7 separate regions of the Mus musculus genome follow, and regions 1, 2, 3, 4, 5 and 6 are each linked to region 7. A link is a contact called in public ChIA-PET, HiChIP or PLAC-seq and promoter capture Hi-C data. All regions are on one chromosome and are shown on one strand. Each heading gives the region's core, a stretch centred on a gene start, on an enhancer-like site or on the middle of the called end of the contact. The rest is flanking DNA. Distances are from core to core; before and after follow the strand shown. Region 1 has its middle 8.5 kb from the start of Mir3473c. Region 2 overlaps Traf5 (TNF receptor-associated factor 5). Region 3 holds the start of D730003I15Rik (RIKEN cDNA D730003I15 gene). Region 4 has its middle 35 kb from the start of D730003I15Rik. Region 5 has its middle 3.9 kb from the start of Gm39742. Region 6 holds the start of Batf3 (basic leucine zipper transcription factor, ATF-like 3). Region 7 holds the start of Dtl (denticleless E3 ubiquitin protein ligase).

Region 1 (2,700 bases), core at 131-2,630, 410 kb after region 7:
CTCCATGAGAGGTCTGAGTTTATCTGCCGTATTGGTACTTCCGGTTCCAAACACTTATACTCTGGAGGTCTGCCATGCCTGTTGTTGCTAGCAAGCTGAGAAAGCATGGAATTCTGGGCTGGTCTGAAAAAAGTGCCTGTTCCATGGGGTTGGTGGTCTGGGTCACTATCCGTCTAAGATGTGAAGAACAATATGGTGTGAATATTTGAATCCACATCTTCAGGGACAGGCTGAGTGGAGACTAGGACTGTGCAAGAAAGACTGTGGAGAACACACCTGACTGGAGAAAGGATTAGGGGTGTGCTGCCCTTGTAGGTGTGGAGGCCGGGTCTGATCTGGATGTTGTTGGGGGCTCGTAGGGATATGGTGATAGGCTCAGAGCTGGCCCATGTATCCCACACTCCCTTACTGCATCTGTTGCCACTTCTGTATCACCTGCTTTGTCTCTGCATTTCTCAGAATTTTATCAGCATGGTGCTATGACTCATATTCACTTACTGCACTTGAGGGCTCACCACTGGAAAACCTACTATTTTAAACAGCGGAGAAGAGATAGGATCACCTCCAAGACCGATAATGAAAATATTTGGGACACCTTAGTCATTTCTTATTTCTTTTCTTTCTTTCTTTCTTTTTTTTTTTTTTTTCGGAGACAGGGTTTCTCTGTGTAGCCCTGGCTGTCCTGGAACTCACTCTGTAGACCAGGCTGGCCTAGAACTCAGAAATCCGCCTGTCTCTGCCTCCCAAGTGCTGGGATTAAAGGCGTGCGCCACCACCTTAGTCATTTCTAATGTAAAAGAATAATAAAAAATGGCTCGCAGACGAGGGAGGGAATGAACAGTGTAACTTTTAAAAAGCTGTCTACCAGAAAGTTGGCAAAACATAAGATGCCACCTTTTAGTAAGCGCCCTTAGGTGGATCCGGTGAGGTGCTGGACCCCTGGGAAAAGTTAAAATTGTTACCTACAAATACATCCTTGCCTACAAAACTAAGAGTCTTCCAGTCAAACCACCAGGACACAGAGGTCGAATAAAGAAATCAGGACGACCAGTCGACAAACCTCCACACTCTGGCATAAAAATTGCCAGAGCCAAACCTAAAAAGAAATACACCGAAACCTGAAGAAAAATCACTTCCCTTTAAGAGTAAAGGAAGACGGAAGTGGGCGTGCAACCTGGGGAATTAACCTGCGAAAACACGTAGTCTCAAGTCTGGGGAACCTTCGCCATCCTGTCACAGTCGATTACAAACTCTAGTCCTAAGGCCTGGCTGCTCACCACGCGTGGAAAGGCTCGGAGGGGCCAGCAGCCGAGAGCGCCCAAACAGAACGCCCTAACCGGAAGTGGCCTCAACACCCCCCCACCACCACGATAGGCAGAAGAGCCCTTGGCCCCGCCCTTCGCTTGTTCTCTCCTGCGATGGAAGCCCGGAAGTCCCGCCCAGCCTGGTTCTGTCTGTCAAGCTGCGGGTTGTGGGTGGTGGGCGGGTTTCTGGTCCGCAGCAGAGCAGGGTGGGCAGTAAGAGACACCGTGCGCTTGGTATAGACAGCAAGCTGAAAGTCACATCTTTTGAACACTTAAAGCTATCTATACCTTGTACTGGAAACAAAATGCACATTCACATAATATTTTGTATTCAATGTTGGGAGAGTTGAGGCTCTCCATTCCCAGAGTTACAAGTTCAAAAAATTCCCTGACTTTGGAAAATAAAAGGAACTATAACTAAAAAGAATTAAGCCAGAACTTCAAGGCTTTTATCTTGCAGACAGTGTAGAATTATTGAAGGGGGGGGGGGGAGTTTGCAGTGAATGTCTGTGGAAAACAGCAGTGGTCAAATCATTTTGAAAACATGGAGTGTTTTGACAGCAGAACAGCATTCTGAAACATTCTCGGATGTTCACCTCCTAGACAATTTTTTTCAGAAGATTTATTTTTATTTTTTGTGTATGGGTGCTTTGCCTTCATGAATGTAGCAGTGGCCAGGGCTCAACCACTGATCTGTCTTTCCAACTCCCAAAATATACTACGCCCTCTCCAATATTTCTTTATATTCTCTTCCGTAAACTTTTTTGCTATTACATTTAAATTTTCTTTTTACCTTTGTTGAAAACTAAGACATAAACATACATATTGGCCTGGCCCTCTTCCCTGGAGACTGTCACCTGCTGCTCTGTGTTAGAATTATAATCACCATGGGCACCTCCACATACTGAAGTGGGTTCAGGGGTGATGATACACACAGGGCTCTCCTCGGGGGTTCCTGCCTCTCGCACATGAGCAATCGCTTGTGCTGAGATGTGCTGGAGTGAGATGGAAAAGAGCCTAGGGGTGTGGGTGTTTCCACTGCTATGTGCACGCCCGTCAGGACTGATCACAGGTGCAGAGCTGTAGTCCGGGTTCCTCTGCCTCTCTGTGGCGGGTCACATGTCAAGTAGATGCATCTATCAAGTGCAGCAGTGAGAAGAAAGGCACTATCAAAATAAGGGGCACAGTGACCCAGACAGAGTCACCCTCACTTGTCATTGTGTTCTCAGATAACCCTCCAAGAGCCTCCTGAGCAACAAGCACTTAGCTTCATCTCATTTGGAGGAACACTCAGGTAGCCCCACTCCTGACTCATCTCCCGGTGGACACTGTCTTAGGGTTTCCATTGCTGCGATGAAACACCATGACCAAAATGCAAGTTGGGAGAAGAGGTTTT
Region 2 (2,916 bases), core at 328-2,827, 500 kb after region 7:
CTGAGACAGCACAGCCTGTGATAGTCCACTGTCCTCCAGGCCCTACAAGGGTAGGATTCTACAGAAAATGATAAGCTACAATAGCCCAGTGGTAAGTGCTACCAAGAGAGACTTCAATGTAGGACCACTGGAGCCTGGTTGAAACTTCACAAAAGTTGTTGAAATGTCTCTGCTGAGCTCACAAAGCAGTTAAACTGGACTGAAGGTGGCATTTTATGGATGAAAACACAAAGAAATTTCCCAGAGGGCATGGCACAAGTTTGAGATTGGTTAATAATCAACTGTACTCAGTTGTGAAATGAATGGAATGGAGCAGTCACTTGCTGCATGCCCACATCCATCCTAGACTCTTCCTTTGCTGGGGTCTGTACCAGGAGGTGGGTGAGATGAGAACAGGCCCTGGCTCCAGGAAAAGAACAATAAATGGGGGCAGAGACACAGGATGGGAAGGAAACCAAGGGTGTGTGCAGGAGGCTTTCCAGGGCTGGCTGCTTTCCAGACCATCTCAGTGGGATGGGTGAACTATGAGTCAAACCAGCTGACAACCTACATTTCTGGGACCAGAGTAAGTCACATAGTGCTGTTGGTAAAGTGTTTGCTTTGCAAGCATGAAGACATGAGTTCACTTCCCCAGAACCCACATATTAAAGCCAGGCATGGTGGTGTACACTTGTAATCCCAGCACTAGGGAGGTGGAGACAGCAGGAGCCCCGGGCCTCACTGGCCAGCCAGCCTAGACTACTTGGCAAGTTCCAGGTCAGTAAGAGACCCTGTCTCAAAACAGCAAAGTTGATATCATCTGAGGAGAGAAACCTGAGATTGTCCTCTGCTCTTTGCATGAGTGTGCACACATGCACATATACACGACTGCACCAATGAACACACATGTGCACACAAAATTATCAGAGGAACTCATGATTCCTCAGTCATATATTCTTATCTGTTTTCATCGTCCAAGGTCATGTGTCCTTTGTAATATCAAGGTCTGATTTAAAAGCTGTCCAAGGATCTCCCAGCATATGACTGTGAGATACACAGGTAGACATGCATTTTATGTGCAATTCATGTCATGAGAATTTCACTTCATAAAATAAGACATGATGCTAAGAATAGCAGGAAGTTCCAGTAAAGGTATAAATTTGATCAACTAAAACTAATTTAATCTCCTATAGTCATCTGTGACTGTTTTCTAGACCCTAGATCCCCATTAGCAACGAGTGGGTTAGATGTAATCTCACCTAGGCTCGTGGAGAAGCCGGCGCCTTCCCACCAGGTCCTCTGTAGGGCAGTGTTCTAGTCAGGGCTTCTACTGCTATGGTAAAACACTATGACCAAAAGCAACTTGTGAAGGAAAGGGTTCATTTCAGCTCATAGCCCCACATCACTGTCTGTCTCTGAGGGAGTCACTGAGCCTGGCTGAGGCTCTTCCAAAGCTTCTTTCAATGGCAGTGAAGAGCCTTCCTCTGAGATGCAGAAGCAGTTCCCGCAGGCAGGGCTCTGCTCTAACCCCATCCTCAGCTAGAACCAACACAAACTCTCTGTTCTCCACAGAGCTGAACAGGAAGGCCCTGCAAGGCAGGGGTCCCTCCCACAGCAGCCCAGATGAGATGAGACAAGGCCAGCGTTGGGGAGGAAGAATGACGAGCCAGGAGGGTGGGACTTTAGTTCCTCAGAGAAGTGTGATTTCTCTCTGGCTGGCCAGGAAGCCTCTAGTTCCTCATTTCCAACAGCTTACCAGACAGGGTTGCAGGGCAGCTCTAGAGCTACTACCCACACTTGTCCTGAGCCATGCCTGCCTTTGTCCCCTAGTTGGGAGGGATGATTCTGGGGAACACTGTCTTCTCTCAAGTCAGCCACAGCCAACCAGGGATATTTTTAAGTCTCCAGGAAGTCACAACAAAGCTTTCCCCTCAAAGGCCTGCTTGACTCCAGAGCTTTGAGCCTCAACTCTGTGTCCTCACTGTCTACAAACTTCTCCTGGGACAGCCATCTTTTATTACACCCCACCCACAGAGCCAGCAGTACCTGACTGAAAGCACTCAATTGGTGTTTGGTGAATAAGGTCAAGGAGAATAAGGGGAGGGGTAGGGGCCTCACATGACGTCGTGGTGCAAAGGGGCTGCTGGATGCAGGGCAGGACAGGTCCAGCTGAGGGGGACTTTAGAAAAACATGCATGGACCCCAGGTGCTAGAACTATGTGGTAGGAGGCAATGTCTACCTGTGGCTTGCTACCTCACACACCTAGCTTGTTTTAATCCTGACATTCCTGTGGCATACATATTACCATCATTCCCATTTTTCAAAGGAGGAAACTGAGGCTTGGAGGGATCCTACTTCAGGAAGTGGTCAATGCCCCTGAGGAATCAGCAGGAGCCACAGTCACTCCAGGCCCCTGCTTCCTCCCGGCCCACAGGGAGGCAGTGTATGTGGGTGGCACCCCATGGGTTCTGGGGTGGACCAGTCTGGATTCAAATTTTGGTTTTACACTGCATAGTCTTATGAACTCAGGCAAGTTACTTTGTCCCTAGGCCTCTCTGTTTCACACAATAATTAATAGTGACAGTGTAGCAACCTTGTAGGACTTCTGAAGAGAAAATAACACGATGTGCAAAGAGATGGCTGGCCTGCTAACTGCTTTTGTAAATACAGTTTTATCAGAGTGTAGCTGGGTTAATTTGTTTGCAGATGTTACCATGGCAGAGCTGAGCAAGCTAACTTGAGATTGCAGGGCAGCACACATCCTATAACAGTGACTATCTTCTCCCTAAGGGAAAAGCCAACTGACCCATGTATGTCTACATGAAAAGCGTTAGGAGGTGGGGAGGGGCACAGAATGCACTGCAAGGGCTCTGAAGATTATGAAGTATGTGCAACCCCACCCCCACTGGCTATCTCCCCTCATTCTCAGGATAATA
Region 3 (2,909 bases), core at 47-2,546, 350 kb before region 7:
CTATACTTTCCCCAAGTGTGGCTTAGGTCACTTAACACAATGATTTCCAGTTCCATCCATTTTTCCTACAGCAATTTTCATTCTTTGCTAGCAAAATTCAATTGCTGGGGCCAGAAGATGGCTCAGCAGATAAAGACTTCAATAATCCTCAGACCCGGAGTTCATTCCCTACAACCTACCTGGTGGAAGGAACGAACCAACCTGCTCTCTGATCTCCACAGATACACTGTAGCACTTGCTCCCATACTCACCCACATACATGTAAATAAATAATTTTTAAAATCCCATACATGTATACATATAGAACGCATGTTCTTTAACCATGTATCTGTTGATTGCCATCTGGGTTAGTTCTTTATTTAGCTATTGTGAATAGTGCAGCAATAAACTTGGGTGTATTGGTGTCTTTGTGATGTGCTGACTTAGAATTCCTCCGGATTTATCAATTTGTATGTGTGCGCGTGCATGTGCTTGTGCACGCGAACTGCTTAAGACCCTCTATTCCTCACAGGCCACAAGATCTCAGGCAGGTGATCTCCCCTGAATGAAAGTAAGAAAGCTCACTGCAGGTGCCTGCACCAAGAAGTGGCTGCCCTGCAGTCTTTTCCTGGGCACCTGGGGCTGCCTGGGCTTTCTCCATCTCCTGGTGGGCACAAAGATGTTTGACCACAGACTCCACGTATCGGAGCAAAACCGAAATCACAGAAGCATGATGGACAGGAGACAGGGCAGGTCACACAGGTATGGAGACTAAGGACAGGAATGGTTAGCTTCTAAATGTCCACGCTGAGGACTTCCCGTGTGTCTGGCGTGAGTAGCCAGAAGACGGACTGTGACCACCTGCCATTGTCCCACTGGGCTCCCTTCCCACAGTGCGACCTCTCCGAAACTGTTCTTGGCATGACCGTGACCACAGTGGATGGCTCAGGACTGAGAAGCAAGGCCTGCCTCGGGCAGCTCTGGCCCTAATGGGCCAGCCCAGGTCTCTTAAGCACAGCCTCTCCAGTTCCAGAAAACTCATGGGTAGGCTCCACAGGGCTGGGCCCTAGGTCAGCCAAACTTTAGCACGAAAAAAATGAAAATTCTGGAGCCAGCCCTATGGCAATGATTAAGAGCTTGACGATGGTCAGCTCTGTGACCTGGACAGCATACTTTTTGTTTGAGGTGACCGAACGGGTGCAGTGCGAGCTACGGCCCCTTTAAGACAGCGAAACTCGAACTTTCTATCCCGGCTTCTCGGCAGCGCGCTTACGTCACAGCGTTCTCCGTGAAGGGGCGGGGCTGATGACTCACGCAGTCGGGCCTCCGCCCTTCCGGGCCGCGCGCACGTGAGCGCGCCGCTCCGCCTGTCTAATTTTAGCTCTGAGGTGTCAGGGTCGTGCGAGGTGAGGCGGCGGGGTCGCAACGGGCTCGGGTGGGGTCCTCACGTGACTCCGTGAGGCGGCATGCTCAGGTGGGGGTTCCCCTCAGGACTGGGGGGCCGGAGTCACGTGAGGTGAGGCGGGTCGTGATGGGTTTGGGTAAGGGTCCCCTCGCGACGAGGATGGGGTTGCATGAGGTGAGGCGGCAAGCCCTGGTCCTCTTGGTGAGCGGGGTCTTCAGGTCACGTGAAGTGACTGCACAAGGTCTCCACAGCTCGGACACGGGACCCCTCAGGAGTGGGTCGCCAGGTTCATCTGAGGTGAGGCGTTGTGTGGGGTGTCCTCTCCGGGTCACGTAGGTGCACCCGTGGGGTCAGTCGGCAGAGCCCGGGGCAGCTGAGCCCGACTGTGTGGACAGCCCTTGCACTGCAGGTCCAGAGCGATGTCAGTCAGAGAGGTGTGGCATCTGGGTCTGTGGGCCACACCTCTTTCAACCGAAGCAAGTTCTAGAAAGTCCCCTGGTGGGTGAAACTTATCAGAGTTCAAGTTTAGGTAGTGTTGGGTTGTAATGAAAACTTGTGAAGAGCGAGAGTAAACGTGGTGGCTGACCCTGCGACCAGCTGAGGAGACCCTGGCCCGGGGTCTTACTAAGGGGCTTCCGATCTCTGTATCTTCCCTGCTGAACTCAAGATGGTTTCCTGCATGTCTGTGAGGAGTGGAGGAGGACATGTCTGTCATCCAGAGTAACCGGGTCAAGGATGTGTGGTTAGATTGGAAAGGAAGACATCTGCTTGCATCAGCTCAACTTTGAAGACAGGGGGTGCACTGACCCCCACCCTCTCTCCCATCTCACATGAGGATGACCAGAGAGGGTTGGTGTTCGAGATTTGCCATAATGTGTGGGATCAGGAACCAGATAAAAGTTTAGTGTTGAAGAAATGAATGCCAGGCACCTTGTAAAATTGGCACCGCAGCCCTGTCATCAGAAAGTGAGCTGTTCTTTTGACACACAGAGTTGTTTGCCATGTCACAGTGACCTGCATTCTGTTAGTGAGGGAGCCTCAGGTTTCACATGGGTTGTCTCTGTATAAGCTGTAAAATGATAGCCTCTGGCCTTTATGGTATTGGGAAACTTGAAGTGTTTAATGATAAAAGTGGTTTCTAATGGTTGAGTGCTTCAGTTTCTTCTTTCCAACCCCCTATCCCCACTTTTTAAAAGAAAGGTTAATCGTGGAGAATGTGACAAGAATGAGAGAATCTGGTGTGTTCTTTCGTTTGCATTCCAAAAATAAATACAACCCTTCTGAGTTCATATGCAAACATGGATGTGCAAACATTTTAGAACTTTAGTCCCTGTAATTATCCACCTCTAACCAGTTTAAAGGACCTGAAGGTTGGGCTGGAAAGATGACTTAGCAGTTAAGAGCACTGGCTGCTCTTCCAGAGGACCACATGGCAACTCACAGCTGTCTGTAACCCCTGTTCCAGGGGACCAACTCCCTCATACATGCAGGCAAAACACAATGTACATAAAATAAAAATATTAGA
Region 4 (2,700 bases), core at 193-2,692, 320 kb before region 7:
CTGAGGTTGTCCAAAGCCAGGATTTGAACCCTAATTATCTGCCACCAAGCCCTGTCCCACCCACCCCCACTCCATCCCCCAATCTTCAGTGCTGCCAAAGATGGCTGAAAAGCCAGAATCTGTTTACCAGGGCCTGAGGCAGAAATCCTCTTCCTGTGACCTCTCTGTGACCCACACCCTCTTCTGTAGAGTTGCCAACTTCAAACAGCTATGATCTTTCCACCTGTGGCCCTCCCCATTCTCAAGAACTCAGCAGGGGACACTGTGAACTGGGAATGCCTCTGCCACTTCAGCTGAACTGTTGTGATGGCTCAGTGATAAATGGACTATGAGAAAGACATCCCCGATGCCTCAATTGGAGTGAGGCATCCCATCATCCCACAGGAGCTGCAAGAGGACAACCGTCAGGCCAATGCCCCCTGCCCTCAGCCATCCTGGCTCTGACTCCCTCCCTCCCAACCTGAAGCAAGCATAGATGGGGCCAGGAGAAGGAGGGAGAACTGGCCAGCTAGGGAGAAAGTGGCTTTGCTTACATTTCACATTGGACACGTGGGGTCCAGAATTATCTTTTTGTTTGCCACCTTGTATCCCAAGAGACTTCAGCTTGCCCTCCATGGGATGGCAACAGATATTTCAGAACCTGCGGGAAATTTCTTGTTCTTCCTTTGAGTCAGAAGATTTAAAAAAAATTAAACTAGAGAAAGATCTAGTTGGATGCTATAGTTCTTCTGGGGATATTCTTTTCTCTTAAAAATTATACACGACCATTTTTGTGAGAAAAACTGTAGCCTGAAGAATTAGTCATAGATGTGGCCACTAAGAAGAACCATTGTTGGAAGCACCCCAAGGAAGAGCCAGCCAGCCCTTCAGAAATACCCACAGCTCTCTAAGGAAGCCTGAGCTTTCCCAGTGTGGTCTGGGAGCAGTGGGAGGAGAATTAGGAAGCAGGCAGACACTTTAGATGGACATAAACCTGGATGAAAGTTGGCTCACTCCACAGCCAAAAGGAACCCTGAGCACATTCGGTGGAGTAGCGTTCTGCTTTCTGTGAAGCTCACTTCTGTAGCAGACAGGAAAACATCTGGATTTTCCTCACATCCCAGCCTCTCCCTGCTAATCCTAATTGTATCACAATGTTACCTCTCACCCCAAACCACACTAGAAGCCGGCTGTTTAGAAGAGGAAGGGCCCTAGAGTTGTGATGCTTAACCAGGAGTTTGGAGGAAGACCTCTCTGAAAATGAATGGAAGCTGTGAACGGGAGAAGTGTATGCCGGGGCTGCACCAGGGAGAGAGGGCTTCCAATTGGTCCAAGACCAAGCTCTGCTCGTATTGGCCACTCTCCTGTTGTTGTGGTAAGAGATCCTGACAAAAGAACTCAGGGCTCACGGAAGCTGGGTTTGTTGTGGCATTTGGTTCTATTGGCAGAGAACAGGATCATGATGGGGAAGTCATGGCAGCAGGAAGCTGCTGATCACACAGAAATCACAGAGAGCAGGAAGAGGGGCCAGGCTTATCAAACATCAAAGAAAAACCTCAAAGCTCACCCTCAGCGACTACTTCCTCCAGCCAGGCTCAACCTCTTAAAGGTACCAGAACCTCCCCAAATAGCACCAACACCTGGGGACTGAGCGTTCAAACATTCGAGCTCACAGAGGACATTCCTCATTTAAATGACCAGACTGCTATTCCAAGGGACCCAGTTGTGATTCCCAGCACTCATTTCAGGTTACTCACAACCACCTCTAATTCCAGATCCACAGGGATCCTGTCCTCCATGGGCACCTGCGCTTACATGCACAAACCTACACACACACATGCTAGTTAAAAATATGAACTACATTTTAAGTGCATGCTCACCTGCCTTATGTTCCATGCAGTATCATAGAACGAGGGATGTGGGCATCTGAAAGCTGGCCACCAGAGTGAGGAGAGGCCAGGAAGCTATTGAAGGCAAGCTTGCTGCTGCTGGCTTCCCTCCAGTGAAGCAGACTCCCCCACGGCTGGCCACATGGACACAGTGCTGAGGGCTCGTGTCTTAGCCCTGGCCAAGCCTCCTGCCTGGTGCTGTGACCTGTTGCAGGCATGCACACAGACATGGCTGTGCACTGTGTCAGTGGCTCTGTCTGTAATTCACTCGACTCTCACTGCAGTCCCAGAAGAACTGCTCAGAATCTTCTTCTCAAGTTCGTCTTCCAGGAGTTAAACAGAACTCACCAATAAATAGTACTATTTATTGGTCGTTTACCTGTGCCGAGACATTGTGTTGCTTTGAGGTCACAAAGCCATATTTTATGAATAAGGAAATTGAGGATGAGAGTCTATTTATCCATGGTATAGAGTTACTAACCCGAGTTTCTCCAGTCCCAGTTCTTTGATGAGAATCCGTGTGTTCTGTGTTATCCTCAGCACAGTCTTGTGGCGTGGACAGCTACCATTGCCCAGGACTAGGGAATTTGGTTAACACCGTTCTAAGCGTTTATTTATTTTTATCTCATGTGGATGGATATTTGCCTGTGTGTATGTATATGTGCCAACTGCATGCCTGCTGAATGAACAGGTCAGAAAAGGACATCAGACGCGCTGGAACTCAAGTTATGGACAGTGCGGATGCTGGGAGCTGAACCTGGGTTCTCTGCACCAGCGGCCAGTGCTCTGAATCATTGAGCCATCTCTCCAACCCCAGTTAGCAAAATTCTAA
Region 5 (2,700 bases), core at 81-2,580, 360 kb after region 7:
AGTGAATCTTTAGAATTACTCCAATGGAATGAAAACTTCAGGACTCTAGTCTATTTCATGGAGACTGTCGATGCAAAGGTATGAGTCTGCATGGAAATGCAGCCTGGGACTGCAAGGAGCAGAAGTTAGGCTGTGCAAAGGGAGGGGGCTTGGCCCTGGTACACAGCAACAGAGGACACATCTGTCCTTCCTTCCTTCCTTCCTTCCTTCCTTCCTTCCTTCCTTCCTTCCTTCCTTCCTTCCCTTCTCTCTCTCTCTCTCTCTCTCTCTCTCTCTCTCTGACATTTGGGAGCGTTGATTGCTGACTCCCAGATATGATGGCTTTTACCACAGACATGTGGATGAATCTACCAAGACACAAGTTCCAGGGCTCCCTGGGTAACAACAATATGGTACAATGCCAAGCTGCACGGAGGCCTCTCTGTAGATGATGTCCACTGCTGCATCCCGCCCTCACTTACAGTTCACCTGACACTGTTTCCTGGTGCTGGGGACCCAGAGGTGACAACATATCATGACATTCCACACCACCAGTGTGTAATGAAGGGGGTGAGGCAAACCTTGCACATCCGGTGTGTATTCTAGAGTTTCCTGTTAAATCCAGGTTTGGTCCCAGGGTGCTTGGCTGTCAGAATCCCGCCCCCATCCTCCCCGCCCCCATCCTCCCCCCCCACACACCCCACACCTCATACACACACACTCTAAAGGGTTTTCACAGGTGAGCCTCACAGGTTTCTAGAATGTTAACTGGTGTCCTTTAAACTAATAAATGTCATTAATTTCCCAGTAAGAATTTAGGATTGCTTCAAGGGTCCTTACTGGTCACATGCCATCCCCTCTGTCTGCCACTCAGAGGCAGGAATATGGCAGCAGTTCTGGAGGCCCAGTCCTACCACCAACGTGGTAGCCCAGGGTGATGGACTCTCTGTGAGGATTCCTTCAGTTCGAGGCCTGGGGATGGGGTGCAGTAGCTGAGCTCCTACACATACCATCTCCAGACAACCCCCAAAGGCAGCAGCATCTCTCTCCTTCCGATGAGAGAATGAAAGTCCTGAGAGTGTGGAGACTTCTCATCTGCAGAGCTCCCTGTGAGAGGAGCTAGGATTTGCAGGAAGCCCATAGCCTCCAGAGCAGTTCCTGTCAGTCTGTCCGTCCATCTGTCTGTCTGTCTGGGGCTATTTAAGTTGCCCATAGTGGCTCAGATCAAAGCAGGTGTTCTTTGATGTTCTTTGAGTGGAAGCTCCTGCAGATGTTTGGAGAAGCATCAGGGAGTAAAAGGGAGGAAACTGGCCGGGGGCAGTAGGTGGGGCACGCTCTAGGCTGGGGGTTGTGAAGGCCGGATGGACAAGCTCTGCTGGGTCTCTTGTGTTTGGGACAGGAGAGCAGTGCATAAGGAGGGGTCCACTCCATCCAAAGTCACAGCAAGGTCCACAGAATTCACAGCTGGCTCTTATTTTTGTTACTGGGAACAGGCAAACGTGCCCATGCAGCTTCCTGGCTTTCTAAGCCCTTCTTTTCCTTGTTCCCAGGTCACTGGGCTAAGAAAACATCGCATATCTACCTAGCCAGCCTCCTAGACATGGCCTCGTAAAGTTCTAGTAAGGAGAGGGGAGGGAAGTAAGTAGCTGGGTCTTTCATTCAGCCAGTGTTTGTTGAAGACTTACTATGTGCTAGATGCTTGGGACAAATATCCCTGACCTTGGGCTGCTTCTAGTGGAGTTGGCAGGCAGTAAAGAATGTCTACTAGACATGAATAAATTAGGTCCTAAAGGGTCTAAGTGAGGTGTGGCCTAGATCGGTGAAAGCTGCAATCTAGACTGGGCAGTTAGGGTAGCCTGGTCCTGTGGGTTCCCAGGAAAGTCATCCAGGCAGAGGCTGAAGATACAGAGACAGAAGCCTGTGTGTCTGAGGAGCAGAAGGAGAGAGCAGGAAGCTAAATCAGAAGGTACAGCTGAGAGTCCCAAGTGATGCTGGGTAAGGGGACAGCAGCTTGGAGCAGAGAGGACTCTTGTATATAGCTGAGGGGACAGCTATATGGTTTCTGGATGGATTGGATTTAGAATATTCCTTTAGAATAAGGAGTCTGTGAACTGAGAAGATGGAGCACCCTTCAGTGGGGACAGAGAAGAGGGGTGAACAGGATTGGGAGGGATTCTCAGTGGAGACGGGGGAGAAGAGTATGATTTGTGTGCTGAGGAGATCCAACCATGTGAGACTTGGGGCTCCCCTGGCAGGATGAAGCAGGATCAGAGTCTGCCAGTCATAGATCTGAGCTGGGAATGTGAAGGGTGGGGGCTGATTCTGTAGAGGGTGAGAGACATCCCAATAGTACAGCTATAGACAGGACAAGGTCAAGGCTGAGCCTGGAACTCCACCCTGTCAGGAAGTCAAGAGAAGGAGGCAAAAGGGAGTTGGTGTTCTGAAAGCCACGGGAGAGATTGCTCTGATGAGACCGGAGGAGTTAACGCAGGATGTTGTGAAAGACCCCACCATCAGGCTTAGCAAGCTAGCTGCAGTAACGCCATTTTGCAAGGCATGAAAAAGTACCAGAGCTGAGTTCTCAAAAGTTACAAGAAAGTTCAGTTAAAGATTAACAGTTAAAGATTAAGGCTGAATAATACTGAGACAGGGGCCAAATATCGGTGGTCAAGCACCTGGGCCCCGGCTCAGGGCCAAGAACAGATGGCTCTCAGACGTCAG
Region 6 (2,766 bases), core at 140-2,639, 480 kb before region 7:
GGCTGACCCACACCAAGTGCAGGATGCTGTGCTGTGCACTCCTCTATACTGTGTGAGATGTAATTGTCTCTCTCTCTCTTCTCTCCCCTCCTTCTCCCCTCCCCCCACACCGGAGCATGCATGCATGTTGATAGAAGAGGGTCAGAACTAAAATTTGGGCGGAACCATTAGCATGGAGAGGCTCTGCTGTGATGTGTGGACACTGGCTATGCCGTGACCTACTAGCACACATGACCACTACTGGTGCCTAAAGCCGCGCAGGCAGGTTCAAACAAGCTCCTCTCTCCAGACTTACGGCTTAAATTCTGGCACAGAGCCATGCACACTGGGGTGAGGACTCAGAAAGGTCACCTCTCCCACTGCCCAGAAGCCAGTAGGCCAAAATGAGCACACGAGAAAGGCCACTCTTGTCTGGTTCCCATCCGTCCCCCAGTTCGTGGTTAGCTTTCCTCTCCTATGCTATGCACAAACCACAAACCTGCAACCGCTAGGGTTTTTTCTTTTTTTCTTTGCTGGGCACAGTCATCTTGACTTCATATTTTAAAAACTGGCAGGCGGGTGAAGAGGGATGAGATACGTCTCTACCTAGTCTGACATAAACATAGCAACCATATATTTTAGCCTTTAGTAGGTATCACCTTAATCTTGAAGAAGCAAATGCAGCTAGCCCATGGGACCTTAGCATGGCCTGCCCAGACCTTTGAATGTGTGAGGATGGACTTCAAGCGTGGTTTCGACTCACAACCTCTCTTTGCCGCTCCCCCCGCCCCGCCCCCCCCCATCAGAATTCGCCCTCCCAGTCACCTCGCCCCCTCCCTCCCACTGGACCAGACGCCGCCGCAGTGGAAAAGCCCTGAGGCTCCCGCTGTCCCCATAGCGCGGACGGTCTCTGCTGCGGTCCCTGCCCACTGGCGCCACCGGTCCAGGTGCCGCCTCGCCCGGAAGAAATCTCCCCATCGGCGGTGACCGGCGCTGGGGCGCTAAGGGAGGCTGCGAAGGGACATTGAAGCCACCGAGCCACTCACTGGTGCTTCTCACCCAAACTTCCCAGGAGCGGCCGGAGGACCGTCCACGGCGGCGCTGCGCCAGCACCCCGTCTCCACCCACTCGGGGTCTTCTCCGTGGGTGGGCTTCGGTGCTGCCACGTGACTTCCACGAAGAGCGGGGGCCCTTAGCGGAAAGCAGCGACTTGGGTGGGATCCTGGACCCCGAGGTGCGGCGAGAGGGTGGGGGGAGGAGGAAGCAGGGGCGGGGTGGGAGTAGGGGGCGGGGCCGGGCCGGGCCGGGACTGGACACGGGGTGGGGAGGCGGGCACCGTGGAGCCCGGAGAGCGGGAAGCGGCGGGGCGGGGCGGGGCAGCAAGTGCGGGGATGCGGGCGGAGCGCGGGTAGCAGAGCCCCACGTTCAGGGCGCCCCGTGTGGCGAGCGCGCGGCATGTCGCAAGGGCCCCCCGCGGTCAGCGTGCTGCAGAGAAGCGTGGATGCGCCCGGGAACCAGCCGCAGGTATTGGACAAGGGGGCCGGGTGTGAGGACCGGGTGAGGGTGAGGGCAGAGCTCCAGGTGCGCCCCCGCCGTGCGCCCCCGCCGTGCGCCTCAAGCGCTTGGGAAGGCGGCAGCCCCTCCAGACTCGGCGCCGAACACGTGGGTCCGCGCTGCTGTGGGCAGTTTCATCCTTGACTCCTGTGGGCGCTGGTGGGAGGGGGCCCGGAGCTCCGATATTATGAATTCAGCCCAAAGGGGCGGTTCGTCCCTGCATCCAACCCACTGGCCAAGATCCGCATGGGGAATGTCGGACCGGTCAATTTGTGGGTGTGGGGTTTTGTCTCTAATGGGCAGACTCCACCCCCAGCACGGGTGGAAACTTCTCGCCCCAATATGATCAGCACCCTCTGTTGTCCCAGCTTTCAAAGCTGTAGTCACAAGAAGCTGAGACCAAATAGAGGCCACTGTTGGAACACTTCTTGGCCACCTGGTTGCTTTATCAATAGATCAGGTCTTATTTTTCTTAGTCACCACACACACTCCCAACTCTCTGCTTGAAGTGTAATGTCCCAGGATGACCCTGGAAGTCTGAGCCAAGTAGTTGGAGTGGCCTTATACTATTTGCTTCGACTAGCGGAGCCTCAATTTCCCCATCTATAAGATGAACTCTTTTTGTATCTCCTGAGGACGTTTGCAGAGGTCATGTGAGTGATGGGTGATTTGTGTCTCCATTCGTCATTCCTGCCCAGAGGGAAGGTGTGATCATCTGTGGCAGGTGATGTGACAGCTCCCAGAGGACAGGAGGCATGCTGCCCCTTGCCCTGAGACTTGTTGGCTTTGGAGAATAGAGACATTATTTCCTGTCAAGCACCAGTGGAGAGCCAGTGAGGTCAAATCTCAGGTCAGCTTGATTCTGGGCAGCAGAGCCCAGCAGTGTTCTGAGTACAGGGCAGGGTCTTAGTTATTATATACGGTGGAAGGCTTTGTGAGGGTGTAAAAGCTGAAGTTACATCGTTTATATGGCATGTCCCCCTGGATGCTCCAGGTGTGTTTATCAAGACCTTTGGGGTGTAGTGATGCAGGAGTACAATTCCAGAGCTAGGGAGGAAAGGGAAGGGAGACTACGTGAAACTGTTGAAGAAGGGGGTGGGGGGAGGACTTCTGGAAGGCACGTTTTGACACCTGTGTTCTCCTGAGCAGGTGTTGGGTCTGCTGTCTCTTCTTATCTATGCCTGGGATTCCTGGCTGAAGCCCTGAGTTTGTACGCCAGCCTCTGGGTTTTGC
Region 7 (2,700 bases), core at 89-2,588:
AAGAGTGTAGCAGCAGTAGAATCCTTACTTACGGCTATAATCATTTAAGGCCCAGCAACACCGGAGGGGAAAAGAGATGCAGACTTCAGGAGGTAACAATCAATGAATGCCAGTGCCTATCACTGAACGTCTGTCTGGCTATCTGTAAGCCGGAACGACAGACTGAAAAGTGGGTAGACAGAAAATGTAGCACATAGGAAAAGAGGTGGAGTTGAAACTCAGACGCTCCGAAGACCGCTCACAACCATTGTGCAGGGCGGCCATTCCTAACACAGGGCGAAGTAACTTTTGTAAAGTTCGAGCAGAGAAAGAGGCAGAATGTAACTACAAGAGTATCCACAGAGGGAATACGACTACAAAGTTTTAGATCCGGGCAGGACCTCAAGGAGCTTTTCCTCTTCTCAACATTCTTAGGACCACTCTTCAAGGTCTTAGTTTAACAACACATCAGCCTAATCGCATCTCAGATTGCCAATGTTTTTAAGAGTACTGTAGGAGATGAGCTGGCTTTCTATATGCTAACAGGAGAACATGGCTGAATTCCACCGTGAAGAGAAAAACGAGTTTAATCCCATTTCTGGAAGTACCTCGGCATCAAGACACATTTGGAACAATACCCTTCCATCCATTACCCGTGGTCACCTCGTGGGTGTGGCTATGGGCATCTTTTAGTCTGTATTTTAGGACTTTTCAGAGCCTGCAGAGATGGGGGAGGGGACTTTGGCGCCTTAAGATTGAGTTCCTTAACTGCGGGCCATGCGCGCTGGTGCACAACGAACTTGCAGGGATCGCTAAGGTTCTGCAGAGACGGCAGGCACATCGCTGGTGCCAAAGCGTCTCCCACCCCCGACTCTCACAAGCGTGCACTCTCTAGTTAACGCGCGATATTGACGTAAGCAGCCAGGGGCCCGGGACGCCACTGAGCGTCCTAACTTCGGCCTCCGTTCCGAACTAAAAAGCTCGATTACGGTGAAAAGCGTCCGGAAGGAACCCAAGCACGATGTTCTTCGGCGGTCCTCGCTCGCCCGGATTCGCTCCGGCCGCGGGAGACCTGGAGGCCCACAGTCGGCAGCGATCCAAGGTGGAGCGCCTGGGGGGAGGTGGTTCCCGCCACGGCCAGCGGCCGTTGGGGCCGTTACTCACCGTTCCTCAGGACGCCGAGCTGCGGCTGGCGGAGTACCGAGTTGAAGAGCATCTGGGCCTGAGGAGAAGGCTCAGCTGAGGGGAACGCCGAGAAGATCGCCCCCAAGTTCCACAGGAGCCGCCGTCTGCACCCTCCACAACGCGGCGCGGTTTCGCCTCCAACTCCCGCCACTAAGAGCCCCGGCCGCCAAACTCCGCGCCAAACTGACGTCACGCTTTCTGATTGGCTCTCGTCGCAGCGTCCTGGCGCCTCGAAGGCTCGCCCCCATCCTAAGCTCCGCCTCCCTCTCGCTCAGCCGCGGGAACCCAAGGTTCACAGGCTCCCTGAGCGCCTGCGCGGGGGGGCCCAGAGAGGAACTGGCGAACCGCGGGGCGACCGAGGCGCATGCGTACACTGCCTGACAGCGCGCGGAGGGAAAAATCCGCGAGACCGCGGCGGGAGAAGATGGCGGTGCTGGGGTAGAGTTTGCAATCTTTGTGACTGGGCGAGTCGGGTAACTGTCCGGGTCATGGCGTCAAACTCAACCAAGTCGTTCCTGGCCGATGCCGGCTATGGCGAACAGGAGCTGGACGCTAATTCCGCTCTTATGGAACTGGACAAAGGTACGGAGGAGGGACGCGGGCGAAGCGTCTGGGGGGAGTGGCGCCACCTAGTGGCGGCAGCTACAGAGGCTAGAAAGGCGCATGCGCCGATGTATGGGGCGGGAAGCACGGCTGCTAGTCTTGGAGCCAGCGCTTAGGCGCATGCAGGGTTGCTGGAGTAGCCTTGCACAGTTGGAGCAGAGGCTCGTGCTTGCGAGGATGCCTTTGACCACTTGGGGGCACAGTCTCTGGTTTCCCAGGCAGCAAATAAGATAAAGTGCTGAATTTTGAGATTATTTTTTAAAACGTTCAGTGCAGGTGAAGCCTTCATTAAGAGAGCCAAATGATTTTCTGAGCGTTTTACAGCGATTTGTCTTGCGAGACTGTCAATTGCGCGTTCTAAAGCAGGTTCCATGTGGATGAGAACATCCGAAAAGCTTGGCTGAACGCGCTCATTCTCTGCACACAAGTTCCACGAGTTAGTTCCCCTTATACAGGTAGCTAAGAGAAAAAATTTTAGGGTTAGGAGTTAAATTCCAGTTCTACTAAAGTGATTATGGAATGCGGCATTATCATCTAGCCTCGATATGTCAGCAAAGTGGGCACAGTATGTCAGCTGTTGTAAATGTTAAATGGCAGTGGTATGCGAAAAGATGCCTTTATTAAAGGCTGAAGAGGGACTTTGACAGATAGCTATCCATAAAGAAGTCCTGTGTAAATGTGAGACCTTTGCTTCAGTTTCCTGCCAAGGTTTTTACACTATAGGCAATTCTTGGTTAACTGTAGCCAGTGTGTAACCTGTAGAGAACGGGACTGGAAACCAAGGATCTGTAAGTTCAAGTCTGGGGGGCAGGGTGTGCCAAGTAGGGACTGGGGGATGCTGAGAGAACCTGGAGGTCAATTAGACTTTGGCATGTTAAATATGCACCTTAGTTCCTTGTCCAAGTTTGAAACCAGTTACAGGTAAGAGTTTTT

Evidence for each region. Promoter capture Hi-C pulls out the DNA fragments that hold promoters and counts their contacts. ChIA-PET counts read pairs in DNA pulled down with a chosen protein or histone mark. HiChIP or PLAC-seq counts read pairs in DNA pulled down with a chosen protein or histone mark.
Region 1: an H3K4me3 HiChIP or PLAC-seq map of pro-B cells shows a contact between it and region 7, with 5 times the contacts expected there. The contact joins the enhancer-like site here to the promoter of Dtl in region 7. A contact is called at or near these places in 5 of 115 datasets of contacts at active chromatin or transcription factors (bone marrow-derived macrophages, effector CD8 T cells, embryonic stem cells and 2 more) and 1 of 9 other capture datasets (liver).
Region 2: a promoter capture Hi-C map of pre-B cells shows a contact between it and region 7. The contact joins the enhancer-like site here to the promoter of Dtl in region 7. A contact is called at or near these places in 12 of 39 promoter capture datasets (the 3T3-L1 cell line, 3T3-L1-derived adipocytes, the C10 cell line and 7 more), 5 of 484 Hi-C or Micro-C datasets (the Ba/F3 cell line, Th1 cells, granulocyte-monocyte progenitors and 2 more), 7 of 115 datasets of contacts at active chromatin or transcription factors (bone marrow-derived macrophages, cardiomyocytes, effector CD8 T cells and 3 more) and 1 of 9 other capture datasets (adipose tissue).
Region 3: a contact with region 7 is called in an RNA polymerase II ChIA-PET map of effector CD8 T cells, with 42 read pairs. The contact joins the promoter of D730003I15Rik here to the promoter of Dtl in region 7. A contact is called at or near these places in 7 of 39 promoter capture datasets (the 3T3-L1 cell line, the C10 cell line, erythroid cells and 3 more), 10 of 484 Hi-C or Micro-C datasets (B cells, CD4 T cells, CD8 T cells and 4 more), 10 of 115 datasets of contacts at active chromatin or transcription factors (the SCID.adh cell line, astrocytes, bone marrow-derived macrophages and 7 more) and 2 of 9 other capture datasets (adipose tissue and liver).
Region 4: an RNA polymerase II ChIA-PET map of memory CD8 T cells shows a contact between it and region 7, with 32 read pairs. The contact joins the enhancer-like site here to the promoter of Dtl in region 7. A contact is called at or near these places in 4 of 39 promoter capture datasets (the C10 cell line, hippocampal neurons, neutrophils and 1 more) and 3 of 115 datasets of contacts at active chromatin or transcription factors (bone marrow-derived macrophages, embryonic forebrain and memory CD8 T cells).
Region 5: an H3K4me3 HiChIP or PLAC-seq map of embryonic stem cells shows a contact between it and region 7, with 9 read pairs. The contact joins the enhancer-like site here to the promoter of Dtl in region 7. A contact is called at or near these places in 9 of 39 promoter capture datasets (the 3T3-L1 cell line, the C10 cell line, the SN4741 cell line and 4 more), 1 of 15 datasets of contacts at CTCF or cohesin (the NIH/3T3 cell line), 3 of 484 Hi-C or Micro-C datasets (cortical neurons, embryonic stem cells and liver), 4 of 115 datasets of contacts at active chromatin or transcription factors (acute myeloid leukemia, bone marrow-derived dendritic cells, craniofacial prominence and 1 more) and 2 of 9 other capture datasets (embryonic stem cells and macrophages).
Region 6: an H3K27ac HiChIP or PLAC-seq map of extraembryonic endoderm stem cells shows a contact between it and region 7, with 4 times the contacts expected there. The contact joins the promoter of Batf3 here to the promoter of Dtl in region 7. A contact is called at or near these places in 3 of 39 promoter capture datasets (the C10 cell line, liver and neural stem cells), 6 of 484 Hi-C or Micro-C datasets (B cells, the N1E-115 cell line, cortical neurons and 2 more), 5 of 115 datasets of contacts at active chromatin or transcription factors (T-cell acute lymphoblastic leukemia, bone marrow-derived macrophages, extraembryonic endoderm stem cells and 2 more) and 1 of 9 other capture datasets (liver).

Annotation. Positions count from the first base shown.
Region 1 is chr1:191,988,806-191,991,505 of GRCm38.p6, forward strand. No RefSeq gene overlaps it. Among named protein-coding and RNA genes, the nearest start is that of Mir3473c, 8.5 kb to the right of the region's middle. Within about 2 kb of position 1,381, at least 407 of the 459 cell types and tissues checked have an H3K27ac peak or open chromatin away from gene starts, as enhancers often do. A contact at or near this core is called in bone marrow-derived macrophages, effector CD8 T cells, embryonic stem cells and 3 more, where this site is marked.
Region 2 is chr1:192,076,959-192,079,874 of GRCm38.p6, forward strand. The region is part of intron 1 of Traf5 (TNF receptor-associated factor 5); the gene reads right to left. Among named protein-coding and RNA genes, the nearest start is that of Traf5, 14 kb to the right of the region's middle. Within about 2 kb of position 1,578, at least 161 of the 459 cell types and tissues checked have an H3K27ac peak or open chromatin away from gene starts, as enhancers often do. A contact at or near this core is called in the HPC-7 cell line, Th1 cells, adipose tissue and 7 more, where this site is marked.
Region 3 is chr1:191,223,158-191,226,066 of GRCm38.p6, forward strand. It overlaps D730003I15Rik (RIKEN cDNA D730003I15 gene), which reads left to right and starts at 1,297. Exons shown (of 2, transcript NR_151547.1): 1 at 1,297-1,385; 2 at 2,052-2,530.
Region 4 is chr1:191,257,864-191,260,563 of GRCm38.p6, forward strand. No RefSeq gene overlaps it. Among named protein-coding and RNA genes, the nearest start is that of D730003I15Rik, 35 kb to the left of the region's middle. Within about 2 kb of position 1,443, at least 66 of the 459 cell types and tissues checked have an H3K27ac peak or open chromatin away from gene starts, as enhancers often do. A contact at or near this core is called in bone marrow-derived macrophages and memory CD8 T cells, where this site is marked.
Region 5 is chr1:191,931,136-191,933,835 of GRCm38.p6, forward strand. No RefSeq gene overlaps it. Among named protein-coding and RNA genes, the nearest start is that of Gm39742, 3.9 kb to the left of the region's middle. Within about 2 kb of position 1,331, at least 5 of the 459 cell types and tissues checked have an H3K27ac peak or open chromatin away from gene starts, as enhancers often do. A contact at or near this core is called in embryonic stem cells, where this site is marked.
Region 6 is chr1:191,097,025-191,099,790 of GRCm38.p6, forward strand. It overlaps Batf3 (basic leucine zipper transcription factor, ATF-like 3), which reads left to right and starts at 1,390. Exons shown (of 3, transcript NM_030060.2): 1 at 1,390-1,503. The coding sequence starts at 1,435.
Region 7 is chr1:191,574,206-191,576,905 of GRCm38.p6, forward strand. Dtl (denticleless E3 ubiquitin protein ligase) reads right to left here and starts at 1,339. Exons shown (of 15, transcript NM_029766.3): 1 at 1,144-1,339. The coding sequence starts at 1,195. It overlaps Ints7 (integrator complex subunit 7), which reads left to right and starts at 1,431. Exons shown (of 20, transcript NM_178632.6): 1 at 1,431-1,746. The coding sequence starts at 1,653.